Regions from separate parts of the Zea mays genome. Here region 1 is linked to region 2. The links are chromatin contacts, called in public Hi-C maps. All regions are on one chromosome and are shown on one strand. The core of a region is the stretch at or near the end of the contact, and the rest is flanking DNA. Distances in the headings are between cores, read along the strand shown. Region 1 holds the start of LOC100384448. Region 2 holds the start of LOC103645757 (probable polyol transporter 4).

Region 1 (2,772 bases), core at 206-2,705, 190 kb before region 2:
AACAGTTAGCTTCTGCAGTAGTTTATCAATTCAGCTACTTCTCAGAATAAACTAAAAATAAATAACAAGCGTTGCCTTTTCAACAACCAGCAGTTGTATCAAATATGGCTTAGTCGTACAATGATATTGTAAACTCTCACTTTAGACCAAAGACTAGCCCCCACAAGGAAAAGCGAATAAGGAAACCAATTCTAGAATCCAGAGCAACGGTCTTCTGATCTTCCCACCGTTTGGAACGAATTATTGCTGAGGAATGTTGGCTGCTACACCCAAGGGTTTAAATTTCGCTGAATTTTATGGAATACCATCCTTTTTGCTGGGGTCTGAAAATTTCAACAGCAAAGGCTAGCACACCGAGGCTGTATATGGCCTAAAAAATCATGCTTTATTATATAAATAATATTTATTATATAATAAATAATCTCATAGCAAAATAGTATGCATATCGGATGTTATTTATTACAGCCATCAATTAAGCTATGGATACAGGTGCCGAAAAGAATGTACTGTACACCTCTACCACTACCACCCCCGTAGCCGTAGTCATTGGAGGCAACAACCATGCATGGCCGACAAAGGAAGGCGCATCTAGATCTTAAGCTTAAAAGTGCAGGAATTGGAGCGGATGCTCAGCTGCGTGCCTGCCTGGATATTGTCCACCACCAGGTTGCAGTTTGCCTTGCCCGTCATCGTCCACAGCCTGACGGCGCCGAACTTGATGCGGATGGGCACGCGGGCCCGCACGGTGAGCGGCACGAACCCGGCCGCCCGCTGCTGCAGCAGCTGCGCCGCGACGGCGCTGTCGAGCCGCGTCTCCCCCGCGAGCGAGATGCGCGGGTGCACGGTGGTGCGGTGGCCCTGGTACAGCGCCGGGAAGGCGCCGCTGCACAGCACGGTGCCGTTGAAGGACGCCGTCACGTCGCCGCCGTCGTAGTAGATCCCGATGCGGCGGTTCGGGTTGTCGGCCGTCACGTCCACGTCGAACGCGTCGGTCACCGTGGCCGACGTGCCGTTCACGTCGAAGCGGGTCACCGTCAGGCGGTCCACGTGGAACGTCGGGATCTTGGGCCGGAACACCAGGTACAGGATCCCCGCGGTGGCGCCCAGCGCAACGGCGAGCAAAACGAGGGCGAGGACGGTGTAGCACACGCACCGGCAGCAGCGGCTGCGCTTGCGCCGCGACGGCGGGGGCGGGGGCGGGGGCGGCGGCGCCGGGGCAGGGGCTGTCACCGGCAGCTGGTCGTGGCTGGGTTTCTTGCCGCTCCTCGACGCCTGCTCCGGCGGCGCGGACGGCGGCGGCGGCGAGCCCGCGCTCACTGGGTGGATCCTGTGGTAGTCTGCCATGCTCGTATCGTACGTGTGCACGCGCTCCTCTCAAACCCGCGGCGCGCGCGGTCCTGTACGAAAAATGCACGAACGCAAGCAGCCGCTGCACGACTCGATCGCTTGAGCTATAAATGTCGTCTCGTCTCGGTGCTCAGTCTTCTATATATGTCGCCATGTCTCTGGTTGTGGTTGGTATGGCTTCTAGACGGCTGCCCTTGACTTATTCGCGCCATGGGCCATGGCGGCGTGGGTGTTGACTTCCACGCTCTTGCCTTTTCCCTCCCGTGTCCTGTCCTGCTTCCTGGAAGAAGAACTGGACGGATCACATGTCTGCCTTTTGTGTTCTTTCTCCCTGTGGGGATGAGTTTTTTTTTTTTTTTTTGACCGACCGGACCGGACCGGACCACGCCACGCGTTCTGCTTCTAGTTGAAGCATGTAAGTCGTGCATGTGGTCAGGCCATGCATCTGTTGTCGTGTCGCGGTTCGACACGCATGCATATCGCGCCACCGTACCAACGCGCACGCGTATGCTTGCGATCGCCGGGGCATGATATATAGAGGAGTCGCCGTCGTCAGCACGAGACCACCTGCACTCCTGCAGCTGCAGGATCGGAGCATGTACGGTTCAGCCATGCACCGATGAACGCCATCGTCGTCGTCATCCCTGTCGGTATATAGAGGAGTCACACGGGAACAGATGCCTAATCATCCCTGCACCTGCACCTAAGCATGCCTGATTTGACCTGACCACCGGCTAGGTTGTTAACGCGTTGAACGTTCTTCACAGGGCATCCGGAACCTGGCCTGTTTTCGTCCGTGAAGACGTGATCAGCGGTTGCAGTTACGGCAAACTTTCCCACGGCACGCTAGTTATCCATAAAAAACACTATCTTCGTAGTTCCATATGCTATAATTATGGTCCACGTGATATATAAATTATATATTATCAAATTACGGTACCTGTGATTAAATTTGATACTCGCGCCCAATCCACGTCTCTACGAATCTCCGGCCCTCACGTAACCACGGGTGACTTTTTTTGTACCCTTTATTCAAATCCATCAGGTGCAAAAACCGTGGGTAAAATTGCCATCTAGTTAACAAGTTTCACTGACTGAATCAACCATATTTCACATGAATAGTTTTTCGCTACTCATGCCGAATCTTACTTTGTATAGTAAGTAAATAAACAGATGCTCTAAAAGAGTGTAGCCAATGGATATAAAATAAAGTACATATAAAATAAAGCAATTCCTCAATTTCGAATCATAAGTCATCGTCGTAAAGCTTTTATTATATATTTAGATAGAACCTATATCAATTCAAAACATTAACAATATATCTATAAAAAAATAAAAATAACTTATAATTTAAAACATAGGCACTTTATTGCTAAGCTTATCTGGATAACAAGTACGAAAAGGAAAGAACAGTATATTCAGAAA
Region 2 (2,700 bases), core at 128-2,627:
AATCTATACTCTAGTTAACAGTAGCCCGTCCAGAAGCTATGAGGCAATGGCTGCACACAGAAGTCAGTGGGTTTGGTAAGTATAAGAGTTCCATGTGTGCATTTTCATGGAGAAATCATTCTCTTCTGCCAACTTGAATAGAGTGTTGGAGATCAATTCACGTGGCCTCTATAAGTTCATAATAAAGTTTCTGATTGCATCATATTTATATCGTTCCTCGCAATGTATAACGAATCACTGACTTGCTGGTTGCTGCCATATATCATCAAAGATGGCATCTATCAATACCTTACCTGTATCAGGAAACGGTAGAGGGACCATGTTTAACTCGGTAGTTAGGGATTGTCTTTTTTTTCTCTCTCTGGAATACAGAGCAGCTCTTTTTTGAATTGAAGATAATCAGCATATTCCATGTGTCTTTGCAGGTTTAGAAGAGTGTTCGTCATGCTCTCAAGTTATACCTACATAAACATGCTACAGAAAATTTAGCACGTGATACGACGTCATATCAGAGCGAGCCGCCATTGTCGTCTCCAATGTCGTACTTGTGCGTTGTCAATTGTATATTTGTACTGTATGTATCAATGATTTTATAGGCAGTGCTCATAGGGTGACTGTACGGCTTCTTGTTCCCAATTCTCTACCATAGTATATTTGTAAGTTCTTGGGTGTGGTCAAACGATTTCTGGTTCGATTTGACGTCCTTGACGAACTGACCTGCTAACTAATCAATCCTTCCGTTCTACTGCTTCTGTCCCAAAAGATGCGATTCTGGCTTTGGATCGAGTCAAACTTAGAATGTATTAACATTGTTTTTACTCTAAATAGGTTACTATGAAAATATATTCTACACCTAATAATAATATTCGTTTGTTATTATAAATATTTGTGATGATTCGTATCATTTTTTTTTTGAACGAATGGATTATCTACCCCTGCGAGAGTCCGAAATATCTTGAAAATCACATACTACCACTCTGCTGTAGGTATTCACAAATCGCCAGGAATGAAGGGGCTCATAGGAAAGACCTCCCATTTGAAAACGCAGACCCCGACGCGATGAGTTGAACGGCGACCAAATCGCGCGTCGCGGAAAGTACGACGAACATATTAAAATCTTCTTCCTTCGTCTTCCTCTTCCGTCCTCAGATCCAGCTTCATTGCCTAGTCCACTACTAGCACGGTAGCACCATCCAGGCGCTAGAACCACTGCGATTTGGAAAGCGCGGGAAGGCAGAGCAGAGCATGATGCTCCCGAGCGCCGAGCTGTCGTCGTCCAACGGCGGCGGCGCCAGTGGCCTGGCAGCCCTGCCGGTCTTCTTGGGCAGGAAGAACAAGTACGTGCGCATGGACGACGTGCTCCCTTCGGAGCATGAAGGCGACGACGGCGGGGGCGGGGGCGGGGGCGGCGGCGCCGTCCATGTCCGTGGCCGCCAAAGCAGCAGGAGATACGTCTTCGCCTGCTCCGTCTTCGCCTCCCTCAACTCCGTGCTGCTCGGTTACGGTAAGCTTCTTGTTCTCGACTTGCGTAGCCAGTTCTTCGATTAAAAAGTACTATAGAAAAAAAATTCGCTCTTGTTTTTGGCTGTTCGTAAAGAGATTCTTGGTGATTGACTGTGCGTAGGATTTGGAGATGGTAAGCGCTGAATCGCGTTAACATTTTTTTCTCCTTAGACATCGCAATGGCTGCTGCTGCTTGTTAATTGTTACTTCTTCTTTTTAACTGTTACTGAGTAGTCTATAGTTGGCTAATGATGTTCCATAATTTCACATCCAAATGTCAGATGTCGGTGTGATGAGCGGTTGCATCCTGTTCATTCAGAGGGACCTTCACATCAACGAGGTGCAGCAGGAGGTCCTGGTGGGCTGCCTCAGCTTCATCTCCCTCCTCGGCAGCCTCACCGGCGGGAGGACATCGGACGCCGTGGGGCGGAAGTGGACCATCGGCCTCGCCGCCGTCGTCTTTCAGGCCGGCGCGGCCGTCATGACGCTCGCCCCGTCCTTCCAGGTCCTCATGGTGGGCCGCCTGCTGGCCGGCGTCGGCATCGGGTTCGGCGTCATGATCGCGCCGGTGTACATCGCCGAGATATCCCCCGCGGCGTCCAGGGGATCGTTCACGTCCTTCCCGGAGATCTTCATCAACCTCGGCATCCTCCTCGGGTACATCTCCAACTACGCTTTCTCGGGGCTCCCCGACCACATCAACTGGCGCGTCATGCTCGCCGTCGGCATCCTGCCGTCCGTGTCCATCGCTTTCGCGCTGCTCGTGATCCCGGAGTCGCCGCGGTGGCTGGTCATGCAGGGCAGGGCCGACGAGGCGCGCGCCGTGCTCCTCAGGGTCACCGACACCGAGGACGAGGCTAAGGAGAGGCTCGCCGAGATCGAGGCTGCTGCTGCGGCCGCCACGACGGGCGCCGCCGGCAAGCACGGGGACAGGAACAGGACGGTGTGGCAGGAGCTGTCGAGGCCGTCCCCGGTGATCGCCCGGATGCTCGTCACCGGAGTAGGCATCCAGTGCTTCCAGCAGATCACGGGCATCGACGCGCTGGTGTACTACAGCCCGACCATATTCCGGGACGCTGGGATCGCCACCGAGCGCCAGCTCCTCGCCGCCACGGTGGCCGTCGGGTTCTTCAAGACGGCGTTCATCGCGCTGGCCATCGTGCTGATCGACCGCGTCGGCCGGAAGCCGCTGTTGTA

What was found. Hi-C and Micro-C count contacts between places; a contact is called where the count stands out from the background.
Region 1: a Hi-C map of leaf shows a contact between it and region 2, with 8 times the contacts expected there. The contact joins the promoter of LOC100384448 here to the promoter of LOC103645757 in region 2. A contact is called at or near these places in 5 of 25 Hi-C or Micro-C datasets (leaf and root tip).

The regions. Positions count from the first base shown.
Region 1 is chr2:1,898,448-1,901,219 of Zm-B73-REFERENCE-NAM-5.0, reverse strand. It overlaps LOC100384448, which reads right to left and starts at 1,455. Exons shown (of 1, transcript NM_001176984.2): 1 at 383-1,455. The coding sequence starts at 1,344. The coding sequence ends at 589.
Region 2 is chr2:1,709,622-1,712,321 of Zm-B73-REFERENCE-NAM-5.0, reverse strand. It overlaps LOC103645757 (probable polyol transporter 4), which reads left to right and starts at 1,377. Exons shown (of 3, transcript XM_035965121.1): 1 at 1,377-1,504; 2 at 1,785-2,160; 3 at 2,303-2,700. The coding sequence starts at 1,377. It overlaps LOC100381427 (N-acetylglucosaminylphosphatidylinositol de-N-acetylase family protein), which reads left to right. Exons shown (of 9, transcript NM_001361426.1): 8 at 1-75; 9 at 426-744. The coding sequence ends at 489.